Linked DNA regions of Gossypium hirsutum: regions 1, 2 and 3 are each linked to region 4. Evidence: chromatin contacts called from public Hi-C data. All regions are on one chromosome and are shown on one strand. The core of a region is the stretch at or near the end of the contact, and the rest is flanking DNA. Distances in the headings are between cores, read along the strand shown. Region 1 holds the start of LOC107952906 (proteasome subunit beta type-1). Region 2 holds the start of LOC107952909 (spastin). Region 3 holds the start of LOC107952911 (blue copper protein). Region 4 has its middle 3.6 kb from the start of LOC121204425.

What was found. Hi-C and Micro-C count contacts between places; a contact is called where the count stands out from the background.
Region 1: a Hi-C map of leaf shows a contact between it and region 4, with 1.9 times the contacts expected there. The contact joins the promoter of LOC107952906 here to the enhancer-like site in region 4. A contact is called at or near these places in 3 of 34 Hi-C or Micro-C datasets (callus and leaf).
Region 2: a Hi-C map of leaf shows a contact between it and region 4, with 3 times the contacts expected there. The contact joins the promoter of LOC107952909 here to the enhancer-like site in region 4. A contact is called at or near these places in 7 of 34 Hi-C or Micro-C datasets (anther, callus and leaf).
Region 3: a Hi-C map of leaf shows a contact between it and region 4, with 2.3 times the contacts expected there. The contact joins the promoter of LOC107952911 here to the enhancer-like site in region 4. A contact is called at or near these places in 4 of 34 Hi-C or Micro-C datasets (hypocotyl and leaf).

The regions. Positions count from the first base shown.
Region 1 is chrA07:35,042,390-35,046,236 of Gossypium_hirsutum_v2.1, reverse strand. LOC107952906 (proteasome subunit beta type-1) reads right to left here and starts at 2,421. Exons shown (of 7, transcript XM_016888112.2): 1 at 2,184-2,421; 2 at 1,945-2,052; 3 at 1,155-1,236; 4 at 787-916; 5 at 556-698; 6 at 383-469. The coding sequence starts at 2,230.
Region 2 is chrA07:34,976,570-34,980,390 of Gossypium_hirsutum_v2.1, reverse strand. LOC107952909 (spastin) reads left to right here and starts at 2,323. Exons shown (of 14, transcript XM_016888114.2): 1 at 2,323-2,567; 2 at 2,657-2,960; 3 at 3,057-3,148; 4 at 3,248-3,267; 5 at 3,419-3,647; 6 at 3,757-3,821. The coding sequence starts at 2,659.
Region 3 is chrA07:34,915,748-34,919,528 of Gossypium_hirsutum_v2.1, reverse strand. LOC107952911 (blue copper protein) reads left to right here and starts at 1,603. Exons shown (of 2, transcript XM_016888115.2): 1 at 1,603-1,971; 2 at 2,072-2,858. The coding sequence starts at 1,731. The coding sequence ends at 2,526.
Region 4 is chrA07:34,618,578-34,622,305 of Gossypium_hirsutum_v2.1, reverse strand. No RefSeq gene overlaps it. Among protein-coding and RNA genes, the nearest start is that of LOC121204425, 3.6 kb to the right of the region's middle. Within about 2 kb of position 1,910, at least 9 of the 9 cell types and tissues checked have an H3K27ac peak or open chromatin away from gene starts, as enhancers often do. A contact at or near this core is called in hypocotyl and leaf, where this site is marked.

The DNA of each region.
Region 1 (3,847 bases), core at 1,172-3,671, 420 kb before region 4:
AATAGGAAAACTGGTACAAGCCCTAGTGTCATTTATCATCAGCTGGTAGCAAATATGAGCTTACTCATATCAGATACTCTCAACTCCGAGTAATAATCAGCATTTCGTGCAGACAACAGAATGCTTTCAAATTTTCTATAAATTAAATATTCCTCACACTAAATAACCATACATGATGCCACCTAATTGCAAATAAAAAACACTATTCTCATGAAGATCTAACTGAAATCTAGCAATTATAAGAAAGATAGCAATACAAGAAGACATAAGGAGATATAATAAATTAGAAGCAGACTTGGTTCGATAGACACTAATCAATATCTGCTGTTCCCAGAAATAAAAGACTTCCATCTTTATATGAACTAAATAAAATAAAACTCACGGTGTATATATCTCTTTCGGATGCCAAAGCAAAAACAGTTTTTACTAAATCAATAGCTTCAGCTTCTGCAAGTGGAGTAACAGCATCCTGAAACAAACAACAGTTTTGAGATATATATATATATGGCATAAGGTAAATGAATCAGACATAAAATAATCAAAAGTAGGAGCAGCCTGGGCAGGCAACAGAAGCGGGCTTGGAGATTTCAGTTGGTTATCCAAGAAAGGCATGATAAGTGTTGAACCAGATCCTTGAGAGCTGTATCCAACTTTCTCATAGGAACCAACAGCATCATATGTGAAGACACAACCCTTTCCTAATTGGTTTAACATGAGACTATTCAATTCCTATTCATATTAGAATGGAAGGCTTAAAACTAGCAACTAAGGCTCAAGGCAGATTACCTTCATTATCGAGACCACCCAAAACATTAAAAGAATAATAAGGAAAGAAGCGCTTGTAATAAAGGGTGTTGGACAGCAGTTGGGCCATTGCCGGGCAGCTCATTTGCTTGTTGTGCTGATGCTGATAAATCTGAATTTTGAGAAGCACCATCAAAATTATATATTTATTATATCAGCTGCAGAAGATGTTTACCAGTACTACTGATCATGATCTTGTCCTTAAATTTCTAATCTACGTCAAAATCTAAAAAGAACACCTGTCTTTTGAAATTATTGTAGTACACTTGTTTAGGCAAAAAAGAAAGTGAAGCTAACATTCAAACTCAAAACAAATGTTCCATCATATTCCCCGAAAATTGAAAGCTTACCAAGTGCCTAGCTGCCAGATGCTTTTGTAAAGCCTTCACGTCAGCTTGAAATCCTGAGGATGCCATAACGCATTTATCTGCTCTGCAATGTAAAAGTAAAAGGCACTGATTAGAAACTGAAAAGAAGAAAGACAGAAAAAAGCAGAAAAAAATTTCAAGTCAAGTTATTTCTATTAACACTTAAAATTCACCAACTAAAGTGCCATTGTTTAAATATTTACCATTCTCTTCCAAATATGAATACAGCAGATCATAGTCCATTCTTATCCTTTTCTTTACTAAACTATTTTGTCATGAAAACAAGTATCTTCCTTCCCTCTACAGTTCCATAGCAATAAAAATATCACTCAAATAGCCATCATCAAACATATGACCATCGCTAGCCGGAAAACAAGCGAATTCTATACCTTTCCTTTAACTGTAAAATCAATTATAGCGTCCTTTCTTTTCAACCGTTGGAGGCAAAAGTACCTTTAAACATCCCTTGGACAACAAACATTTTTAGCAAATTTCAAAAATTTCTTAGTTTCTAACCAAGAATCGGCCTTCTATTCAACGCAGCTAACCAGTAATTAAAAATTAAAACTTGACATTCCTGTTAATTAGGACTTTAAAAATTCTTATGCAAGAAAAATAAATGCCTCTTTAAAAAAAATAAAAAAAAAATCATAGGCTATCACCTTCAGAATAAATTATTAGATACCTTCCACATCAATGTTCTATTACTTTCAGAAATTTTTCTAGTTCATTTTTCCATGTAAAAATCAAGAGATTGCACTCAACAACTTACAATTTACAGATTTTTGAGTAGTCACGGGTGAGAATATTGTAACCCGTCGACATCCGAGTATCAGCAGCGATTACACAGTAATCGGCGCCGGCAACTGCAACGCAAGATCTGCAAATTACATCCAAAAAAAGAAAAGCATAACATTAACATCAATAAATAACGAAACCAAATTGAAAAAAGAAGAAGAAGAAGAAGAAGAAGAAGCGTGATTTATAGGTTGAGAGGAAAAAAGAAAGTACCCTCCATTGTTGTCGTAAGGTGACCAGTTAGCTTGCTCCTTAGGCATGGTGAAAGAGTAAAGGTCGACCGAAGAGAAAATAAAGACTGCACAATTTGAGAGAACTTTTATTCCGCAGATTTATTTTTGGCTTCGCGAACAAGAAATTTTTTTTTTTTTCAAAAAAGAACTTTTAGGGGTTTGGATCGGGTTTTAGGCCCATAGAGCCTAAACCCAAGCCATTTCGACCTGACACTATCATATTCGGACGCTTGTGAAAATGCTCAATAAAAGAGATTTTTTTTTTCTTTTGGTTGAAAAGAAATTCAATTAAGAGGTAGTTTTTTTTTTCGGTTGAAAAATAGTTTTCAAAAGAGCTTTTCAAAAGTGAGATAGAAAAGTTTTGTGAAAAAGTATTGTTTATTAAATTTTAGTCTTCTTTATTGTTGTCAAAAATTTTGGTTGAAGGTTAAAATGTTTTTTTTTAACATCATAGTAGAAAGTTAAAAATTAGTTTAGTAATATGATGTTTAAATAATTCAATATAAAGATACATAAAGTATAATTTTTAAACACTTTTTAAGTAATTAATATAAATTATTTGTAATATTAATGATGTATAAAATATTTTAAAAACTTAAACATAATATTAAACTATTTAAATAATTTAATATAACAATAAATGAAATATTTAAATAATTTAATATAATGATACATAAATTATAATTTAATTTATTTTTTTATATACTTTTTGCTTCCAAACGCAAAAGTCAAAATCACCTAAATCTCAGCTTTTGTGTTTGACTTTTCCACCACAATTTTGACTCCAAAAGCTAATTGTTCTTTATTGCTTTTGTGGAAATATGCCTCGCATTTCGATCAAAACAGTCAGTGACATTGCAACAAGGGAAGACTCATCGTCCCGATGAGTAGCCCACGTCACGATGAGAAGAAGACTTTTCTCCCGACGACACAATCATTCTTCGTCCCGACAATGCAAAAGCCACATCACGATGTGACGACGTGTTCCTCAAGTTTCTCAATTTTCTTCTCTCAATTAAACTTTGTTTTAGTTTTCCACTTAAATTCTGATTAACTTAGGGATATTCTAGTCATAAATATTACGAATTTTAACCTATAAATAGGCCTTAGTTACTATAAGTTTAAACAATATAAAAAATTACGGATTAAGAGAATTATATGTTTTGAGTTTGAAAGATTTTTTCAGGGTTTCTAGTTTTTTTCTTTTGATTCTCTGCATCTTTGTACTCATTTTATATATTAGTGAAATCTCTTTTTGCCCATGGTTTTTTAATCCTCTTTTAAGGATTTTTTTCACGTAAAATTTGTGTTCAACTTTTTAATTTTTTTGTTTATTTTACTTGTTCATTGCTTAAACAAGTTTGTCCCCAACAAACTTGTAACACTCAGTTTTGGCGGGTCCTAAGTTCTAGTGAGTAGGCTGGGAGTAATCTGTGAAAAGCGACTCTATCCGCCCAATTGTTGTTCTTGATGTATAGAGCGCATATTAGACGTTAGAATATTATGTAAGGATTGAATTTAGAATGTGTTGAGTTGCAAGAAGAAAATAGATTGGTAAGAGTATTGAGAATTTTTGGTTAATTAGGTTATCGCCGGAAGTATTATACTCCAAGTTCATTAAGTTACTGTGCTAGTTACGTTATA
Region 2 (3,821 bases), core at 1,074-3,573, 360 kb before region 4:
TTACTTTGTTGTAGACATGGATAAATTTTCTAAAACTTTTTATGAACTTATTTTTTTTTTGAATTTCTATGAAGCATATGTAGATTATCATGTGAGTGGTCATATCATTACTATTAATATTTTAGTAGTCCAATTAATTTTTTCATATAAAAGAAAGTAAATTGACTAAAATTTAAAACTTAAGGGTCAAAGAGATCTAAAAAAATGTAGGACAAAAGTAAATTACCAAAAAAAAGCCATTTTTAAAAAAAATTACGAAAATAAACCAAATTGTTGAAAATTTACGAGAATGGGCCGATTTTGATAAAACGCTTCCATCTAGAGAAATCTCATAAAAAATACTTCCAGCTAGACACGTTTTCAGCATATTGACAGAAAAACACTTAAAACTAGAAGCACTTTTCGCCACATCAGCACTAAAAGTGGCAACACCATTTTTTTTGTGCCACCTATTAATATAGAAATAAAACTTATAAAACATGTCTTTATATAGACTCAAAGTCTCATTTTTCTTGTTTTCTTAAGCAATGTGAGATGAGATATATGTTTATATAAATTCATGAATAAGTTTGTAACTTGTTCTTAAACAATATGGGATATAAACATATGTATAACTAGTGATTCAATAAGAACATAAAATAATAACTCAGTTTTGCTAATATGACAAACAAGTCCTAATATTTTTTTCCAGCAAAAGGACATAGCAAATAGTGAAAAGCATATAATCATATGTAAACAAAACAAGGTAAATGAATTGAAGGAGGGATATAAAACAAAACAAATAATAGATGTCAGAAAATTTTCATACATAGCCTACAGATATTAAGCAAAAACAACAGCAATATTTTACAAATTTAAAAGAATATATATATATAACTCAAAATGACGAATATATATACACACAAAAGTTGGGGGGAGGGAAACTTACTAATACTCAATCGATTCTTTGTATCTGTAAGTTCCAGACACTTTTTGATCAGCATAGGAGGGAGTATCACCTCATTTTAATTTTTTGTGTGCAGAACATACATACATACATACATACATAAATACATACATACATCTACAATCAAGTTATACTTGAAAATCTAAATGAAATGACTCACCAATTTGTATCAAATTAAAACGATCTTGAAACGTCAATATAACATTCATGCGATTATTATCATATGCATGTGATTACATTACAAATCTAAATCCATACATCAACATGAAAGTGTTATAATATTAAAACGCACACTAATAAGAGTGAAAGAAACAAGTCACTAATACTATTAACTCTTTTTCCAAGATATTGCAACTACCAAAAGGATCACATAGTATATAGTACTATATACACATATCTTTAAACAAAATATGACTCAACGGTCCCCAAAATATTAGATTAAAGTTTTGTATATAACACTATATTAATTATATTTATATAACGTATTTTAATAAAATAAATTTAATGTTAAAACTAAATTTCTATATCAAATTATTAAACAATAAAATGATGTGAATACAATATTAATGCATGTGTTCATATCTATATAAATGAATTATTAATGTATAGAATATATAAAAATTTGTAATACTCTAAACGAATAAAAAATAATATTATGAATTGACATTATGAATAAAATTGTAATGATTTTCAACACATCACTTTAAATAAACTTTATTCACAATAAATCATAATAATAAATTATGCAAAATATAAATACAACTATCAACATGTAAAAGTTTTCTAAAAGGAAACTAAAACATAGAAGGAAAATATTTGTTACATCAATAAAATTTTTAAACTTTATAAGTAAAAAAATTATAAAATATAGTGTAACCTTTAATTTTATGTTATTAGTTAAAAGAGGAAGCAATCCTACATTGTCTAGGAATAAACTGCAAACCTATTCATAATTTTATATATACATATATCTCATATCCTATATTGCTTAAAGAAAAAAAGGAAGTGAGACTTTAGGTCTATATAAAAATCTATTTTATAAGTTTTTTTTCCTCATTAATATGTGGCACAAAAAAGAAAAATTGGTGTTGTCCCTTTTAGAGTTGTAAAAAATAATTACGTGACCTCCAGTATGGAAATGCTTTCTATTAGTTTTAATGAAATTATAATAAATTTTTAGCCCATTTAAACGTTGAAGTGTGTCAGAGTTAAAGGCTGCCTTAAGCCCGGTCAAGTCTAGACAGACCGTCTGCATCTTTAAGGTCCGTCATTTTATTTAAAGTGAGCCGAGAAGTGTACAAATTGGATTGGGTTTTTAAGACCCATCTTTAAGATCAACAGTGAAACGACGTCGCCTGTTGGGCTCAAAGTGTAAAATGCCCATCTTCTTTCTCTCACTGCAGGCTATCTATCCGACGGAATTGAAAGTTTCCGGAGGGAGAACCATCAGAAGAACGCAACTGGTTTCTCTTTTCTGTTTTCCCCCTCTCTCGTTCTCGCCAACTAATTTCGGAAATTTCCTTTTCTTTTGAAAACGATTGCTTCCTTTTTTTTTCCCCTAAAATTTGATCTAAGCGATGAACTTTTTTACTCGGGAAATTCCCCCATTTTATCATAAATGGTTAGCCAAATTGCTCTTCATCTTTAAAATATCTTGATTGCTTTCTTCGAGGATTGATCTATTTCTTCTTTTTCTTTCTGTTTTTGTAGATATGAGTTTCATCAAAGACATAATCGACTCTCTAAGCTCAATCATCTCAACCGATAGCACGCCATATGAATCAACGCAAAACCCTAGTTCTTCCACGTGTCAGAACATGGAGGGAATAGCTGGAAACGAACGCACCGCGTATAAGCTCAAAGGATACTTCGATTTGGCCAAAGGAGAGATCGACAAAGCAGTTCGAGCGGAAGAATGGGGTTTAGTAGACGACGCCCTGATTCACTATAAAAATGCACAGCGAATTCTGATCGAGGCTAGCTCCACTGCCACACCTTCATATATCGGCTCTAGGTATTTCAACAATTATCTTTGCATTTTGCTTTTGCTAATTGCCTGATCATTTGGTGTTGATGGATTATAAATTTGACTCCTCATATTTTGTGATAGTGAACAAGAAAAGGTGAAATCGTATAGGCAAAAGATATCGAAATGGCAAGGTCAAGTATCTGAGAGACTACAGGTTTTAAGTCGCCGATCAGGTTATTAGTAGTGTTCTGAATATTTATCATGTTAAGTGATTTTACAATAATTAAAATACATACTCATTTCGTTTATTATTATTTTTCTATCTTCTTTAGGTAGCACATCCGCGAACAAGGTATGGCTTTCTCAGTCTTATGTTAGTTAAATGTAAACTTAACCATGTTTATTAGATGGCAACTGCGTTATGCGGTTGTTAGTTACTGAGATTGATTATTGTCTTACAGTGTTCCCATTCTTTTATTATATAATGTTATACATATTTGCAGAACACCTTAACTCATGCACAAACTGCTGCAGTTTCACCAAGAGCATCAAATTCTAGGAGAGATGTGTTACAAAAGTCTCCTCGTAACCCGGTGGTGAGAAATCAGGTTGATAAAGTTGGGAGTTCGAAATTTTCTCAAGAATCTGGTAATGGTTATGAGTCGAAGTTGGTTGAAATGATCAATACAGCAATAGTTGATAGAAGCCCTGCTGTTAAATGGGATGATGTTGGTAAGATACTGCATATGTTTTTCCCTTGGTGGTTTTGCTTTCTAATGCTTACCTTTTTCTTTCTTTCTTGCATTGAAGTTATGAACTTACTTCTCCTAGTTGTTTGCAGCTGGCCTAGAAAAGGCTAAGCAAGCACTAATGGAAATGGTTATTCTGCCAACTAGAAGGCGGGAC
Region 3 (3,781 bases), core at 354-2,853, 300 kb before region 4:
CAATTGTTATCTAGAAAAGAGAAGAAAATCATTAGGATATGCATCTAGTAAGAGGGAGTACTAGAAATAGGAATTGCTTATGACCTTATTGAATTATCCTTAGCATGCAATTCTTTGATTCTTAATCCATATCTTGTTCACATTTCTTATTAACAATTGGTATCGTTGTTTAAGTATCAATTGGTATATTTCATTAGACATGAATTTAGGTAAAAATTTATGCAATTAGGACTAATTCATATGATCCTCAGAAATTTTGCATAAAATGTTCTTTATAAATTGATTTCAAGTATGCTTCTTTTCCATTTCATTGTTTGCTTCTAAGAATACAATTGACATGTTCTTCATATGAATATATTATAACTCATTGTGTTCTCGCGTTAATCTTTATTTTTCGTATGCTTTTATTTTCAAAATATTTTTATAATTGGTATCATGCTTCATTATTTTGATTGCTTTTTGAAAAAAAAAAGGGAGAAAAACATGAAATTTGCATATACATAGGTTTTACCATATATTTATCTTCTATATATTTATTATTTATGCAAACGAATTAATGTTTATTCATGTATACTTATTGATACATTCACATTTATAAGTAGTAGATTTATTTATTGAATTTTATGGATGCTTATTTTTCTTTAAATGCATGACATTTATAAGTCTTGGATTTATTTATTGAATTTCATGTATGTTTATTTGACATATCTATTTTTGAAATTTGATGTTATTGTTTAAGTGTTTGTGTTTAAAATTTTTTTAAGAATATTTTATTAAGGGGTGTTATGTTTTTTATTATTTTTATTTTCAAAAAATGATTAATAATTTTTTATATAAAAATTAAAAATTTTACTGGATATCTAACTAAAATTTATTATTTTTATTTTACTTAGGAATACAATTAAATTTACTAAAATTTAAGAGAAGAAATTATTATAGAGAATTGATTTAATAAATAATATATCATATATTTTATTGATGTTATTGTTATAGATAAAAAAAACTATTATAAAAAATAAAACATAAAAAATAAAAAATTGATTATGAACAAATTAATTGTTATAATAAAATAGAATAACTATCGAAAGAACTAGTTGGTTATGCTTATGATAGGTTTAGGAATGATATAAAGAATTTTTTATTAGTCCTTATATTTTGTGAAAGTTGTGGGTTTAGTTCATGTATTTTAAATTGGTTATTTTTAGTGTTAATACTTTTCAAATTTTAAAATTTCAATCCTCACCAAATAGTAATGGTTAAGTTTCTTAAGTTAAGTTATGTTATTTTCAAAATCTGATCCAACAAAGATATTATCATATAATTATTGTGTTAATACTAAAATTTAAAAATTCGAAAAGTATAAGACTTAAAAATGATTTAACCAAAAGGATAGTATATGACTAGTAATTGGATTTAACCAAATGGATTTAAATATTATTATTTAGGGTTAGCACTAAAATTGATCAATTCAAAAAGTATAGAAACTAAAATTGATCAAATTAAAGTAAAATGATTAAATCTATAACGTTTTCAAAGTATATGGACTAATAGCAGAATTTAACCTAGTATAAAACCCTTCAAGGAGAAAAAATAGTATAGGAAAACGAACAACGACAAAGTAAAGTTATAGGCTCATATACCCAGCCTCTTTCACGTGGCTTACCACGTTCCTTCCACTATCGTTAACTACCAATTTTATTAATACCTTTGAAAAACCCGCCGCTCGAGCTATGATTAATGATCAGATCAGACGCCCACATTCACATTCAGCGGCACTCATGGGTTCCAACACCAAACTCATTCTAGCGCTGCTAGGCCTCCTCATCACCACCGCTACCGTCGCAACCGGTTACACCAACCACACCGTTGGCGGTGATGCTGGCTGGTTCTTTCATTCTAAAACTAACACATCCGCCACCAATTACACGTCCTGGGCTGCTAATCAGACTTTCAGTCTCGGCGACTATCTCAGTAAGATCCAAAAGCTTTAATAATTCTTTAGCATCCATTATTTATTCCATTCGCCATTTTTGACTTTTCCTTTTCCTTTTTTCTCATTAATTGTTTATAGTATTTAGGACCACCACAAATCAGACGGTGATCCAGACGTACAATGAAACGACTTATCGTAATTGTACTACGGACGATGCTTCAGACACCGATACCTTCCAATACAACGGCGGGAACACAGACTTTGATCAATCCTTGACCATTGAAGTGCCGTTGACTATTGAGGGCGCAAACTACTACTTCTCCGACGCTGGCGATGGTGTCCAATGTCAGCGTGGCATGGCATTCAAGATCCTCGTTCGGCACGGCAATGGGTTGCCTCCCAGCCTCAACCAGCCTCCGCCTCCTTCCTACGTCGAGGCTCCGAGTGACCCAGCTCAGTCTCCGCCGGTCACGATTAACGGCGAGTCACCGTCGTTGAATAACAAAGCCGCGGTCGGCGGTGCGAACACAGGAGTGATGCTATGTTTACTTCTCTTTGGTGTTACAAGTTCGTTGATGACTATGATGTGGTAGAGTGAAGGGTAGGGTAGGGAGAAGAGTGGCATTTTAGAATCTTCAAGGTGTTTTAGTCTGGTTATCCAACGGAAGGCATCAGTTCTATTACGTTTTAGTACTTTTTTTATTGATACAGTTCAAACAGCAATGAATCATATCATATACCGTTGATTAAATGTTTACTTTTCATTTCCAGAAGACAACCGTTGAGAATACAATTCACATTTAGAAAGAAATATATCACATAATCTCGCATTAGGCAGTGTTGATAAGTTGAAATTCGATCATCATAGCTTGTTCAAAGGTATTTATGAATTGGAACAAATCTAAATAAAAAATTATTTATTTAAGTACATTTATTTGGTAATTTTAATTTATTATTTTCTATATACTAAAATTTTATAATTAGATTGAAAAAAAAATGGAGAGATTCAACCGTATGCAATTCTGTTTAGAAGCCTATTTACGGGTAAATGCTCGTCACAACTTTATCTTCTTCTTTTTTTGTCTTTTTTTTTCATTTAATTCTTATTCACATTGTCGGCTAATTTGTGTGAGATTCTAATTAGTTTTTTTAAGAAAATTTGAAATATCTTACAAAAAAATTTGAGACCATCAAACGGTATGCATGTGGCCCACTGCAGAAACCTCGGTGAAATGGCTTGTGGACTATCCGTAATCTACCCTCTGCAACTCACCCTTCAAGATGCACCATTCAGAGAACCATCTGGGCAAATTTGTTGCCTTTATAGTCTAAGACAAAGGTGACAGAGCAAGACAATCTGCCACATAGGTAACACCACAAAGCACATACCATGGCGACAATTGACTTGTAACGACAATGACACCTAGTTATCTTGCACAACCATGTTAGATATGGTACAAACTACCACCAGGCACTGCAAAATAAGGGGCAGCCCACTATATAAACTTGAGTGGACGAGAGAGTAGGAGATGTTGGGGATCGACTCAATTAAGCAAGGAACAAGTAAAAATAGCAGAAGAAATTGAGAAATTGAACACACAAATTTAACATGGAAAAACCCCTCGAAAGAGGATAAAAAATCACAATTTACTATAATGGCAAAAGAACGAACAGTACAAAAGATAGAGATAAAAATTAAACATCGAAAACCAGAAAACAAAAAACCCTCAAAACGTAAACAAAAATTTTTCTAAATGTGTTATGAGTTCTAATCTCTAATGAGTGTATTTACTAAGGTTGTAAAAGATACTATTTATATGCTAAATTAATAGGCCAAATAATAATAAA
Region 4 (3,728 bases), core at 661-3,160:
TTAGTGAGGCGAATTATAATCCAAGTATAGCAATTTTTGGATTATATTTGATCTTTTTACCCAAAATATTATTAGCCCTTATACAACATTAAATGAAGAGTAAAATAGTTTCCTCTTCAAGTTTTGCTGTTAATTGTTTAATTATTTTTGTTTTTTTTATATATAAGCCTTGATAATAAATTTAAATTTCAATTTGATTCTTATCTTTTTCTTTTATTTAAAGTAAATTAACAATTAATTTTTCATCACTAATATGATAATATTTGTCTAAAATAATTTAAATTTTGTAAAAGAAATAAAAGAAAAACATAAATAAGAGTATAATTCCAAAAATTATGAAATCTCTTCAAACTTTTAAACTGTAAAAATTCAAAAAAACTGTAAAAGTATTTCAAAATTTTAATAAAAATTCTTTTTTTAAAAAAAAATAGAAATGCAAAAGAATTTTAGTTTTTAAAAATTTTAAATTTTTTAAATTCCAAAAACTATTAAAAATTAAAAATCTTCAAAAAGAAAGACTTTTTCTGTTACTATCAATAATTTATAGAGTTAATTTTACATTAAAATAGAGATCAAGAATTTTTTTTTATTAATAAAAGACACCAAACTAGTTGCCCTCGGCATCACCTTTGTTGAATAAAGTTTTAAGATTTAGAACGCGATAGATAAGATGCAAAATTCTGGTAATGGTTCGGCTTGCGATCCGTGTGATGTTGGTGATCGGAATACCAAGAAAGTACGTTTCATGGAAGTTGTTGATGAAGAAGAGACTAATATGGTTGTCGATTCTGAACAACAGCCGATGGTGTCTTTTAAAGACAAACTTTTGGGGGGAAAAGTGACCACCTCCGATGGAAATCTTGCAAGGAATCTCGGGAGGAATGAAGGTGATCTAGAAATTCTAGATGGGGATGTCAATGGTTAATGGCATTTTAGCAATTGCTTTTTCGAAGTGCATCAAAGATATATTGTTTAAGGAAATGGAATCGACGGTTATTCTTAAGTTGCTAGAGCGCAACATTGGTTATAACGTGCTTTACAACCGTAAACTAAATCTCTGGAAACTTGCAAAATCTTTTCATCTAATGGACATCACTAATGGTTATTTTTTTTGTTAAATTTCAGGACATGAAGGATTATAACAAAGTCTTAACTCAAGGTCCTTGGATAATTTTTGGGCAATACCTCACTGTATAACCTTGGACGAAATCGTTCAATCCAGCACAGCCTTACCCTAGTGTGGTGTTGGCGTGGATTTGTCTACCGGGACTCCTGGGTTTTATGTACAAAAGACAAATCATTGAAGCTATTGGGAGTTTAATCGGGAAAGTTGTAAAATTGGACTTTCAAACTAACAATAGCACCTGGGGGCGATTTTCCTGTTTGGCCGTGTTCGTCAACCTAGACCGACCACTCATCTCTAAGGTCTTGGTGGATGGGGAAGTTCAACGGGTTGAATACGAATCTCTTCCGACGGTCTGCTTTAACTATGGGAAATATGGGCATGTAAAAGAGCTGTGTCTGTCGGTGGGAGTTGACGCAGTTTTAGAGAGGCCAGAGGCAGTCTTGGAAAGAACGGAGGCTGACGCAGTGGTAGCATCTGATGAAGTTGCCGGAGAGGATGGGGATCACATGATTCTCGAGTTAATGAGGCTGCAAAAATAGGAAAGGACCCGTTGGGATCTCAATTCTCGCCGTTAATCAGGGGAGAGGTCTCAGGCGGTGGCCTTGCTGCAGCTGATGGGGGGTTTGAGAAAGGGAAGGAAGGGAGTCAAGCGGATATGGGGGTATTTCTAAAGAAGATAGTAATTTAATTCAAAGGGGTTTGGGCCATTTAAAGGTGGCAGACTGTGAAGCTAGAATGGATTCGGCTTTAATCAGGCCGGCTTTGGACTCAAGGTCAAGTGGCCCGATGGATTCTGAAACAAGTCAGATTAAGGGATATAGTGGGCCAAGTCAATGGGAAAGAGGGGTGTGGAGTCTAATGATTTATTTCAAAAGAACAAGGACCGAATGAATAATTTTTCTAACTATATTTCTTTTGCACCGTCTGCAGGATTAGAAAATTCAAAGGAGGGAGCGGTGCAAGCTTGTGGGCTATCGAATGCCTTACTTGGAGGACCAAGTGAGGAACGTGCTGAGCAGAAGGGTCCTTTAATGTCTAATGGGTTAATCCTCAATGGTTTGGATAACATAACTTCAAATGGTAAAAATATTATTTTAAATAATCAGTATGCAGGTGGATTTTCTTCTAATATTTTATCTGAGCAGGAAATTGGGAAGGAATATTCGGGTCCTTCAGGTCTTTTGGAGAAAGATTTGGTTCTTAATAACCCCATATTCAAAGGATCCAATGAATCTGTGGTCAAATTAGACGCAAATTTTTTAGATCCAAAACATCATTCAGCTGTCATTATTGTGAATAAAACGCATAAAGGTAACAAGAAAAATATTTTAGTTAGTGCTAATAAATTTTTTTCTGTATCCAGAGGGCACGGATTTGAGATTAAAGTTAGTAACAATTGTGGTGGAGCCTGCCTCAATCGTTCATTCAAGGAAAAATGAGGTAGATTGAAAAATGTTGGAATTGCTCGAATTCCATTGTCAGATGCTACAAGTTCTATGGTTAATCTTGTTAATTCGCAAGTTGGGCCCGGATTGGATGTGATTGGAGGTTGTGTTGAAGGACAGACTGGTGACTTTCGATCCTCTTCTGCATGATTTGGCGATAATTTTTACTTTTTTTTTATAAAAAATTTAATATGAATTTTACTATTTTTTGTTGGAATTGTCAAGGTTGTGCCAGTTTGAAATTCCCTCATATTTTTTGGGAATATAATAGAGAGCATAGGCCTAATTTGGTGGACATTTTAGAAACGAGGGTAAATGGGCCTAAAGCTGATTCTATTATTGCTAAGCTTGGTTTTGATTTTTCGCATCAAGTGGAGGCTGTGGGTTTCTCGGAGGGTATTTAGATAGGTTGGAAGGACTCCATTTCTGTTGATATCTTGGGTAACCATTCCCAATTTATTCTACTTAGAATTTCTGGTAAGTTTTATCGACAACTGATTTTGGTCACTTTTGTTTACGGCAGTCCTAATGGTCAAAAGTGGAAGCAGTTACAGGATGCTCTGAAATATATTGTGCCGAGGATGGGTCTCCGTGGTTAGCATTGGTGATTTCAACGCTATTCTTACTTCGTGCGAAAAAAGAGGTGGACGGGTAATAAACGCCTAATTATACATATCTACACCCAAATACTTAGCATATTTATGGATGTTTATTATTAAATTTGTGGATTTTGGTGCTCTTAATCCGATTATTTCATGTTTTGTACTCAGGAAAGCACCAAGAGTCTAAAGGAGCAAAAACGAGCTAAAAAGGGACAAAAATGGACCAAATCGAAAAGATGACACGCCCTAAGCCTTGCCACATAGGCATCTCACACGCCCGTGGCCTTCAGGGGTGTCGACCAAGGTTTTCACGATTCACACGGCCTGGTCATTGAGTCCACATGGCCGTGTGCAATTTAACGGATCGAACACGGCTTGGTAATCATGTTACATGGCCGTGGCACACGGGCGTGTCCCTTTTTCAAAGAGTCGTATTTTACATGGAAAAAAGGTACTTAGGGAGGAAGAAAGCCAATCCAAAGCCTATATAAACACCCTAAGTGTGACCTAGAAGGAGGTCGCTCTTTCCAGAACTTTTTCTGGAATACAGTACCA